3 separate regions of the Zea mays genome follow, and regions 2 and 3 are each linked to region 1. The links are chromatin contacts, called in public Hi-C maps. All regions are on one chromosome and are shown on one strand. Each heading gives the region's core, a stretch centred on a gene start, on an enhancer-like site or on the middle of the called end of the contact. The rest is flanking DNA. Distances are from core to core; before and after follow the strand shown. Region 1 holds the start of LOC100279518 (Protein LEO1-like protein). Region 2 holds the start of LOC103648290. Region 3 has its middle 3.5 kb from the start of LOC111590899.

Evidence for each region. A called contact is a pair of places that touch in the nucleus more often than the background predicts.
Region 2: a contact with region 1 is called in a Hi-C map of leaf, with 2.5 times the contacts expected there. The contact joins the promoter of LOC103648290 here to the promoter of LOC100279518 in region 1. A contact is called at or near these places in 3 of 25 Hi-C or Micro-C datasets (leaf and tassel).
Region 3: a Hi-C map of ear shows a contact between it and region 1, with 1.8 times the contacts expected there. The contact joins the enhancer-like site here to the promoter of LOC100279518 in region 1. A contact is called at or near these places in 2 of 25 Hi-C or Micro-C datasets (ear and endosperm).

What each region holds. Positions count from the first base shown.
Region 1 is chr2:242,328,596-242,332,262 of Zm-B73-REFERENCE-NAM-5.0, reverse strand. It overlaps LOC100279518 (Protein LEO1-like protein), which reads left to right and starts at 2,000. Exons shown (of 11, transcript NM_001152517.2): 1 at 2,000-2,330; 2 at 3,071-3,414; 3 at 3,616-3,667. The coding sequence starts at 2,064.
Region 2 is chr2:242,190,267-242,193,833 of Zm-B73-REFERENCE-NAM-5.0, reverse strand. LOC103648290 reads right to left here and starts at 1,735. Exons shown (of 5, transcript XM_035965603.1): 1 at 571-1,735; 2 at 1-327. The coding sequence starts at 666. LOC103648291 reads left to right here and starts at 2,924. Exons shown (of 9, transcript XM_035965601.1): 1 at 2,924-3,145.
Region 3 is chr2:242,086,651-242,090,453 of Zm-B73-REFERENCE-NAM-5.0, reverse strand. It overlaps LOC103648292. Among protein-coding and RNA genes, the nearest start is that of LOC111590899, 3.5 kb to the right of the region's middle. Within about 2 kb of position 2,168, at least 16 of the 20 cell types and tissues checked have an H3K27ac peak or open chromatin away from gene starts, as enhancers often do. A contact at or near this core is called in ear, where this site is marked.

The DNA of each region.
Region 1 (3,667 bases), core at 751-3,250:
TTCATGGACATGACTCCTGATGATCATGACCTATGGCTCAAGACTTTCCTAGCCAAGCACTACCACACCTGATCTGAACAGATTTGGTCCACTTGCTCTATTCCATCTATCCTAGATGCTACTTAAGAACAATGATGTTTCCCTGAGTTCTATGGGGTTCCCTGTTTAAGAACATATATGATACACTTGATCTGATGTGTCTGTCCTTTATGTCCCTTTATGATGTTTAAGAACATATATTATACACTTTTCATAGAATAATGATGTTCCCTGAGTTCTATGGATTAACTTGAGTTCTATGGATTTCCTTATTTGAGAACAGATATGCTACACTTGTATAGAACAATGATGTTTTCCTGAGTTAGATTAACCTGAGTTCTATGCATTTCCTTATTTGAGAACAGATATGCTACACTTGTATAGAACAATTATGTTTTCCAAAGATAGATTAACTTGAGTTCTATGCATTTCCCTGTTTGAGAAGAGATATGCTACACTTGGATAGAACAATGATGATTCTTGAGTTATATGCATTTCTCTGTTGGCTTGTTTATTGGTCTATTTGTAGACCTGTTTGCTGGAGTACACTGTTTATAGTGCTTAACAATAATGCAAAATGTTATTGACATATGATATACAGTTTTCAAGCCCTGTATGCTTAATAGGTTGATCTTATGTTATTGTCATATGTCAGGCAGTGTCCCAAACTGAAATATTTATTTGTTATCCAAATTTTTGAACTGGTCATTAAACTGCGATCTTTTTGTTCTTGTAGTTGCAATACTTTGTGTTATACTATCAAACTTTAGACTTTAGAGTAATTTTTTCTGTGTTCTTAATAGGTTGATCTTTTTGTTCTTTTAGAGTAATTTAAGTTATACTATCAAGCTTTAGACTTTAGACTTTGGAGTACATTGTTTTTACACTGTATTAAGCTTTAGCCTTTTATGCTACACTGTGTAAAAAAGCAAGCTTTACACAGTTAGGCTAATCTATAGACAGTGTAAAGCTTGCTTTTTTGACAATATAGTTCAAATTCTTAGAACAGTGCGGTCCCAAAGTTTAATACAGTTCTGACAATACAGTGTTGAGTATACTGTTTTGAGGCTAATCTGTCAAGCTTAGATACCAGTTTGTCAAGCTTGTTTTAGTCCAAATTTGTATTTACTGAGCTGTGTAAATTGTGTACAATTTGAATACTGTTTTAGTTGGTGTAGAAATTGTGTAGAATTTCTAGATAGTTTTATGCTGCTCGGTGTGAGACGTGTAAATTGTGGCTTATGTATTTTTTATGCCCAGTAAATACTATCAGTAATTCTGAATCAGTTTTATAATTGTGTAATTATAATTGCGTAATTGTCAGTTTTATCATGTTGAATTTTTGTGCGGTAGTCGTCCTTGCTATCAATGCCCTCGGTTTTGAGTAATTTTTATTATGAAATTTTGACTTTGACATTTTTGCGTAATTGATAGCTAGGCTCATGTTTGGCCTTTGTGTTCTCCTCTTTGATTTTGTGTTACGGTTTGGTATTTAGGCAGCCAAACATGAGCTATGTCTCTGCAACTTATAATACGGTAAACCAAACATGTGCCATGTTGATCCTAGCTAATTGGACCAAACAAGCAAACACATATTGCAATTGTTGGTTGCATCAGCCTGTACAGGCTACACACAACCTGCATATAGAATTCAACCGAGCTGTGCTCATCCTGACAACTAAACAACCGCTATAAGATTTAGGATGTAGAAAATAACATATCGAAAAGACTCGACCGATTTTGTATTCACTTTGATTTTCGACGGTTTTAATTAAAGTGTTTATTATAAAGCAGGCTGACCAGATGTTTGATAGTCTCCGGCAGGTTATAGAGGCGACAAGCTGAAAAAAAAACTGAAATAAACAGGATCATTAATTACCAGTTTACCACCACCTCCAAAGCCCAAAGCCAGAGCCAAGTAATAACAACTCTCGATCTTTCGGAAAAAGGTGAGGCCCAACACCTCTGCCTCGCACCAGTACCACAACGCCACGACACGCCGGCGAGGTGGACGAGCGGCGGCGATGGCGGGCGGCGACCGGGAGCGAGACGCGGACGAGGAGACGAGGAATCAGATGATGCAGAACCTTTTCGGGGACCAGTCGGAGGACGAGGACGATGCGGACGACGACGACGTCGCCGAGATGGTCGATGAGGACGACGGCCACCAGCCGCAGTCGCCCCCGCAGTCGCCCCCGCAGCGCCACCAGGAGCTGGACGACGATGCCTACGACGATGAGGAGGAGGACGCCCGCAGCCACGCGCCCGCCCGCGCAAGCGGATACCACTCCGTAAGCCTGCCCGTTTTCCTTCGCCCCGCGATCCCGATTCGGCTCGGCTCGGCTACTTTGCTGTTCTCTTCGGATCTGCAAGTGGCTGTGCTAGGGCTTAGGTTTTCGGATTCTTCCGGGAGCCTTGGGGCTGGGGATGCAGTGTTTTTTGGTGGTGGGGGAGGTGTACAAGCTGGTGCGGATTTGTTGGAATTCTACTGACATTTGGAGTGGCGATTGATTTTTTTTTTAGTCATGTATGCAGTGAGAGGTTGATGAGTCCATGAATTTGTTTGCCTCATTATTATGTTGACCCCAAGTCCAGTCCTCTATACTACGAAATCCAAACACTAGGAGAAGGGGAAAAAATCGAGTTTCTAGGCATGTGCTTCGTCGCTTTTACAAGAGTATAGCACATGTTTTCTATGTTATGTTTTGCTACACGAGTTTCACTGCCACTCGGTTGGGTTTAGGAAAACTGTAGTTTAGTTGGTTTCTACACTCCGCGCACCAACCTGAGAATAACTAAACTGTAAATCTATTTGCAATTCGGGGGAATTTCGAGTGATACCAATTTGTCCTAACGACACTGGACTTATCTTGGCGAGAATTTGGGGCACTTTGCTCTGTTAGTGTCACTAAGGAGTTCAAGGTTAATGCTCATGCTGTTCATCCTTACATACTGCTCCAACCTTCAAATGATGTACTTAAATGAAAGCTTCCTGAGGTAACACTAACCTATTTAATACATATTTATCTAGGAGGAAGTGGATGGTGAGGCAGAGAATGGAGGGGAAGGGGAAGGCGAAAGTGAAGGGCAAGTTGTAATCGAAGAGGAAAGTGAAGGTGAAGCTCATGGTGCCGATCTTGATCAAGGAGAAAGTGATGGGGACAAAGTCCAGAGCTCCCCAGAAAGAGAACTCGATGACCAGAGGATGGAACCTGATGCAAGAGGAATGGACAGTGAAGATGAAGGCTACCAGCAGAGGACAGTATCTGGCAGAAGAAGGGGAGTTATTGCCTCCGAATCGGAGGGATCTGAAGATAGTTACTATGCTGCTGGAGCTCAAGAAGACGAGGAACCTCGCCAAACAAGGAAACAAAGGTTAGTCGGGAAAAACATAATGCTACATATCAAACTATCCACCAGTATTCTTTTTAGGCTTTACAATTTTGAGTACTCAATTCAATGGTACACAGTCACAGTTCTTTTGGCAATTACTTTATCATACACACTCTTCGCCTATTTTGACTTTTTTCTAATCCTGTAGTTGTCTGTAACAGTTATAATCTTATTATTATGCAGCTCTCCGTTGGAGGAAGAAAGAGATCATGAAGTAGTTCGTGATGTGTTTGGT
Region 2 (3,567 bases), core at 486-2,985, 140 kb after region 1:
GAGGAGATACAGGGATGAGGCCCAAATGGGATACATGCTGCTCTTTACTGCAGATGAGTACATTGAACCAAGTGTGTATGATATCAGGGACGAGGACAAAGTGTATGCAACCATGAAACCATTCTGTACAAACGAGTTTCTGCTCCGGCGGCGCAAGGGCCCAAAGGTGGTCATGAACAACAGGCTGATGGCAGACAATACGACAAGTACCTCATTGCGGATCACTGTTGCCCTAGAAGTGCTCCAAAGGTACTTTGCACAAGCTGATAAGCTATGCATATCCCTGAGATCATGATGATCCTTAGCCTTCAAAGCGATGCAATAGGCCTGCAATGGGTGGATGTGCGGTAAGGTAATACACAACTACACAAGCTCCTATAAACCAAAATGATGGGGCAGTGGGGCATAAGCAAGCACAAGAAGAGATTTAAATTCTGAAACTCTAGCAAGAGCAACCATGGCAAGAAAGCATCAATTATTGCAGGAGAACATAATCGTTTTTTTTTATTTTTAATTTCATAGAGGGCAAACAAGAGATGTAATTCCCTTTGGTCAGTCGAAGCTTCATACCGTGTAGTTAGCCATCCCCTGGATGGATCGACGAACTGATATCCCTTCCTCCCTCCCCCTAAAGCCTAAGTGTGCTCCAGATAAGGCAGATGACATGTGCCCTCTGGCTTCGTAAAGGACACACTTTATACAAGCACCTAGTGCAGCAGACACACAAAGTCAAGTCAGCTGCTCCAAGGGTATGCCAAGACGATAGGGATGTGCCTTTGTACCATTCACCTAGAAAGCAAGATTTTCGTTGTTTAGTTTTGGCACCATTGTGTGGAAATAAGAAAGGAATTATCAAATAAAACTCAATTGATTAATCAGTAGAGAAATACTAGCAAACTAAACTCCTATTTGAATCCTAGCAAGTCTAGATTGGGCAGATCTATTCGGTGAAACTGACCACGACAAGTCGACAACCTTGGAGCCAGCGACTATTACCGACACTCAAGTTGATTACTCGAATTGTCATCATGTCTACATGTCTAGTAATTCAGGAGAAGCTTCCTGCATCACTGAATCTGAATCCATCTACATCACTGTTGTGTTGCTCCCCTGTCGTCGACTGGGCTGGGCGTATCCGTCGGGGAGACGGGGACAGCGTGCAGGACGTGGGCAGCTTAGCTCCACCCGCACAGGCAAAGAGATAACCGATGCAAATCCAGAAAGGCTGCGATTTTTCCGCCATGGAATGGAAGCAGCCAAAGAAGCGGCATTCCAAACAGAAACAGGACAGACAGCAATCGAGGGGTGAGTTGGGTGTTCGCTCGGGAGGAGTGAGGGCTTTGGAGTCTGGACCAGCAGCGGGAGGGCATGGCGGCGGCGGCGTGCATGGAGGCAGCCTTGGACGATGAGAGGGGGGCGGCGGCGACCGGCGAGAAGGAGCGACGGGCTGCGCCCTCCGGATGGATGTGAGGCTTTGCCGGGGCTGGGCTAGTGGGCTGAGTCATACAAAAGGCCGAATTTCTTACTCAAATGGCCTGCTCTAGCCTAATGCAGTGACCCAGTTACGTACTCCCTCGACTATACAAAAAGGGAATAGTGCCTCCTACAAAAAAACTAGCATCCGAACAAGCAAGCAAGGAACTCTTATGTATTGTCATCATTGTCAAAATTTATTTCGTTGCCTAGTAATAATCATTTATTGCCTGTTTTCTTAAGCTATATAATTTATTGCGTCAATAATCATGCCTTTGTTGTGTTGTTTTTTTGTTTCATCATGTGGGTGCGTGCATTGTTTGCCTCTTGAACCACACGAAAGGGCCATGTATAAGTCAGCGTCTGTAGTAGACAGACAGCAGGCTAACAGAACATGCATGCATGTTCAGATCATCACCATAATACGTACTCATACTACTGTATTATATTGTATTGTATTGTATTAATATTGTATTGTATTATTACGAGATGTTAATCAGATTCCCTTGGTCGCTGGACAAGTTGATCGTACATGCATAGATCAGGGGTGGTTATATATAAAGTAGCTTATTAGAGCAGTGCATGGAGAGGAACCAGCTAGCCAGCAAAAGCAGGCAAAGAAACGAGATATATAGAGAGATACGATGGCTGTAGGTAATAAGGCTGTGGCGGCTGTGGTTATGGTCGTGACGATCCTGTCATCGGCGGCCGCCGTCCATCTGGCTCCGCCCACGCCCACGGCGGTGATCAGAAAGCTTCTGCAGCAGGAGGAGGACGACTGCTTGCCACCCATGATTATTGGCAGTTGCTGCACCGGATGCGGTCTTTTCCCTTTTCATGGTCCTGTAGGACGCTGCTGTGATCCTGATAACAACGTCTGCACGCTGGTGCCCGGCGATGGCAGCGATTTCGAAGCTTGCGTGCCTCGTGATATGTGCGCAGGAATCACATGCTAGTAGCTAGCTAGCTTAATTTAGCTGCTCTTTTAATTCCCTGTTCCTTTTGGCTTTTGCTTGCATCTTGACTTGAATGATGTGTACTCGGGATCTAGCTACTAGATGCTATGATCTTCGATTGTTGTTTCATTTACAAAAATTAATATAAGCTTCCTTTTATATATACTCGATCATTAGATTTAAAAATGCATGCACATCTTGTGATTCGACTAGCTCTTTATAGCAATTGTTAGGAGAATGAATACTTAGACTTGGGGTCTCTTTGTTTCAGCAGTAAATTTCTGAAAATCTGGCACCACACAAGAATAAATTCCATCCCACCTCCAATCCAAGAAAAATGTTTGCTCAGAGAATCCGGCACCACCATTTCACTGAAAACGACTCCGCGCTTGCCGTTTAGCTCAGGAGACTAAACGTCATGTGCCAGATTCGCCACTGCTTGCTAGGATCCATCCAGTGGGAACCATTTTTCTATAGAAGAAGATAGGGACGTTTCTACAAACAAAGTAGCTTCGCCCCTGTGCTTGCTATAGGATCCAAATAACACCCTTGGAGCAGCTGACTTGACTTTGTGTCTGCTGCAGTAGGCGCTTGTATAAAGTGTGTCCTTTACGAAGCCAGAGAGCACATTGCTATCTGGAGCACACAGGGCTTTAGGAGGTAGGTAGGAAGGGAGATCAGTTCGTCGACCCATCCCGGGGATGGCTAACTGCACGGTATGTAGCTGTGACTGACCAGAGGAAATTACATCTCGATCTTGTTTGCCCTCTAAGAAAAAGAAACGATTATGTTCTTCTGCAATAATTGATCGTGATGAGGGAAGCTGCTTTCTTGCTACAGTTTCGGAATTTAAATTTCTTCTTGTGCTTGCATATGCCTCTTTCTTGAAACTACCGTTTCCTGTGTTTCTTTCTCTTGAATGAAACGACGCCATTCAGTTCTGTAACTGTGTTACAGAAGTGTGTGATAGCTCTGTCTGTGAGACCACCAACTCTATTGTTTGGAACATGTCTATCTTTGATAGGAGTTAATACTGAAGCTAGGTGGTTTAAAACATTGCTCCAGACCTTTTTTTACTCATGAAGTTAAACATGCGGTCCATTTTGTTCTGCAGTGTTCATTTGATTATATATCAAAC
Region 3 (3,803 bases), core at 919-3,418, 240 kb after region 1:
CCTGTGTTTTTTACTTTATATTTTGAGTTCAACTCATGTCACACCCGGATTTAAGGAACATAATAATGCATGAGCCTGAGGCATATATTTTCATCAAACATGGTGAATCCTTTCCTGTCGTTGGTTTAGTCCAGATAGCCGCGTCAGCCTAGGCTTCAGTGCTCAAGCCTGTGTTTTTTACTTTATATTTTGAGTTCAACCCATGTCACACCCGGATTTAAGGAATAAAGCCAGGTGTGTCTCATATATGCGCCAAAGAAAAACATCACATATAATGACAAAATGTATAGAGATAAATGTCACAAATATTATTATTACATAGCGGAAGTCTTACAAAAATAAATGAGAACAATAAAGCGAACTAAGTATTATTCCTTGGCGCCATCAAGCTGACTGGGAGACGTCATCTAGATAAGCTCGTACTCCTCGTAATAGGGCTCCTCCTGGATCGCTTGTTCTTCTCCTGGTATGGGTTTATATATCGCAAGAGTGAGCTCACAAAAGATCATAGCTCAACAAGTTGTGAGGAATAACGTGCATGAACTCACGAAAGGTGGGAATTCATGTGAAGTGTAAGGTTGATCAACAAATAAGGGTTAAAGCTGAGCATTGCTTTTAATAAGTTGGTCAGATTTTACTAGCAGTTACTAAATGTAAGTAGATACCAAACCAGAGTAATAATAAATCAAAATTAATAATAAACCATAATGTGATGCAAATGACAAATTGAATTTAATTCCATAAATTAATAATGCGAAAGTCCTGAGCTGCTCATGACCGCGAGCATGGCGTATACCAGTTTTACACTCTGTAGAGGTTGTACCCTTTACCCACAAGTCATATTACTCATCTGCCACGGGGTTGTACGGATCTCATACACCTCTACCAAGGAAGCGAGGCAGGGTAACACTACGAGGCCTTTACAAAGTTACACTAGCTTCAGAAAACTCGTTACAATTTCTAGGAAGAGCAATGCAGGAATCTCCCGTTTGATCGCTATCGCAGCAAAATCAACACGAGAACCTCCTTACACGCCCACTCCCCTACTGCTCTTGCCCTTTCGGGTAAGGTAGTTCTCCACTAGCTTTCCTAATTAGTCAGCCAAGGGCGTTCCATACCACCCTTGTGGTGGCACGTGTTTATCAAGTTAAGCTCCATGTTCCAATTAACATAATAGTCTTATCATGAACAAAAATAGAACAATAATAAGGAATGATCATGTGTAGTAGTTATCTCAACACCCAAAACCATATGTAGCAATAACAAAGACTACCAAAAAAATTCAGGGGTAAACAAGGTGTAAAGATGACCAAACTAGGGTCCCATCGAAATTAAACCTATGCATGCCAAAATGATTATAGAGAACATTATTGAGTAAATGAAAGTGGTCAAGAGCACAACTTGCTTTAGACTCGAGATTCCCAGGTACCAACTTGCTATTCAAGTGACTCGTAACCTCGCCGCTATTCGTAGCAATACAAACAAACATGGTATAGGCAAAATTAACATTACACCAAACAAAAGAACAAGCTTTATAATAATGTTATACGTGTTACTACGAGGTCGCAGGTTCGAGAATCACTAGATTCTGAGTTATGGTTGGGAAGGTATGATTTTCTAAAGTCATAGGTGATTAAAAATAAAACTATATTTTGTTAATATAAGTCATGTGGGAAAAGATATAGCTAACTCAACTTTTAATCCAGGTTATAACTTGATTAGGGATTTCATTTTAATCAGATTATAATTATAGAGAGATTAACCTAAATTAGTGGAGTTAATCTACTGAATATAGATTGAACACTTGTCTAATTATAAACATATGGAATATGGTACACATGATGTTGCTACTGCGTAGAAAATATTTTTATGAAGCTAACGTGACTTGAATGGACTAATTTGGAGTCAAATCGCAAAAGTTATGGATTAAGGAAGTGCTAGAGCTATTTAATATCAATTCCATACTGAGATAAGTTTCAGGGGTTTATCTGTGAATTCCAGGGACCAAGGTGTAAGACCCCGCCATAACCAAGAATGGCGGGTTTGTTTTGCTAAAGTCTAGGGGTTCTTAAGCAAAAGTGCACTAGCCAAGGGTATGAAGCATCCTAGGCCGTCCGATCTACTCCTTGCGGTCTAGATTAGATTGCCCTTTATCCGAACCGGTAAGAACCCATGGTCGTCCGATCTGATTTTGAGAGCCCAGATCGGATCTGGTATTTAATGAACCAGCGCCACATATGGGCCGCTGGATTGGGATCTAATGGCCCGTATTCAATGAGCGAAGGGGTATGACTCATTTAATCGAGGACGCACATCGAAAACCGACGGTCGAGGGCGCCCCATCCATGGATCTAATTACAACCCTCAATCCCGAGATGGACGGCGCAGAGGGCTTCTTCTTTCACCAGTCGACCACTGCGGCGAACGCTGAACAGCGGCAACGCCATTACTGGCAACACCCTTCCCCGCGCTTCCCCTGGTGCTCCCCCACCCGTGCACTGTTCTACGGACAGATTCGAGCGAGGCAAACGCGACAGTGTGGAACGTACCGGTGATTGGTGTCTTCTTCACCCACGACGAGCGCGGACTGCGGCGCACCCACACCATCCCTGCGGCACGAAGCCTGGTGATCAGTGGACGCGGCCCTCACACGGTGAGGCCAAGGAGTCTCCTCGAGGCATCAAGCAAAGCCCTCGGGCATGGCATCGAGGACGAGGAGGTGATGGACGCAGGTTCTGCTACGGCGGCGAGCTCCATCCTTTTTGTGTTAGCACCCTCTAGAAGCCTATAGAGCAGGGAAGAGGGGAAGCAGTAGAGATTGGAGACGTGGGGAAGAAGAAGGTCTCGTGACGGCAACCAGTTGATATTCCGTTCATTAATTATTCGATGTCCCTTTACAAAACCACGGCACATGTTTATATCGTCACACGGTCGGCCCACCAGGCTCTACGGTCGGCCCACCAGGCTCTAAATACACGACCCAATCGGCCCACTTGCTCGCCAGTTGCTTTGCTTCAGCTGACGCGATCGCTTTTCTGGCTGCTTTTCCGTTGAGACAAGTTGGCTTGATCTCCATCGTTGCCGCTGGTAGTATGACTGGCTTTCGGATCCCTGGACGTTGCTGACATTTTGCGACTCGGTAATGGTGGCTCACAGTGTGGTTCTCGGCGTGCGCTTCATCCATGGTACATGAGCGTGAGCACGAGGCACACAGGTGGGCTGCGCGGCTGAAGGTTACATGGGCCGACGGGTCAGCTTTGGGCCCAGGACGAATGGTAAGATACCTTTTTCTTTTCTATTCTCCATTTCTCTTCTTTTTTTTTTTGTATTTCCATCTTGAATTCAAATTAAATCTTGGTTTTGGATTCCAAATTCAACTAAGTGCACATACAAAACTCCAGCATGAATGCAATATTATTTTGTATATATATATTTATTTATTATCCTATATTTCATATGTTTTTTTACACACACGGTCATTTAAGAAAAATGGGTTATAGTGTATAAAATACTTTAAAGAATAATTATCACTATGTAATTTAGAAAAAAAGGAAGAATGAATTCATATAGAGATCCTTTTATCAATCTTTATTAGCAAACATATTTGTTTTAGATTTTATGATTAATACTTTTCTTTCCTAATTCTCAAAGTAGCATTTTGAGATGTTACAACCCAGCAGGCCATTCTGCCAATAGAGCCTTACTGTCATGTCTGGTGCTTTGCATGATTGGTTGCCTTATGTCTTATGGAGATGGAACAGCCGATTGCAAGCCAAGCAGAATCCCATTGGTTCAAGAAGATT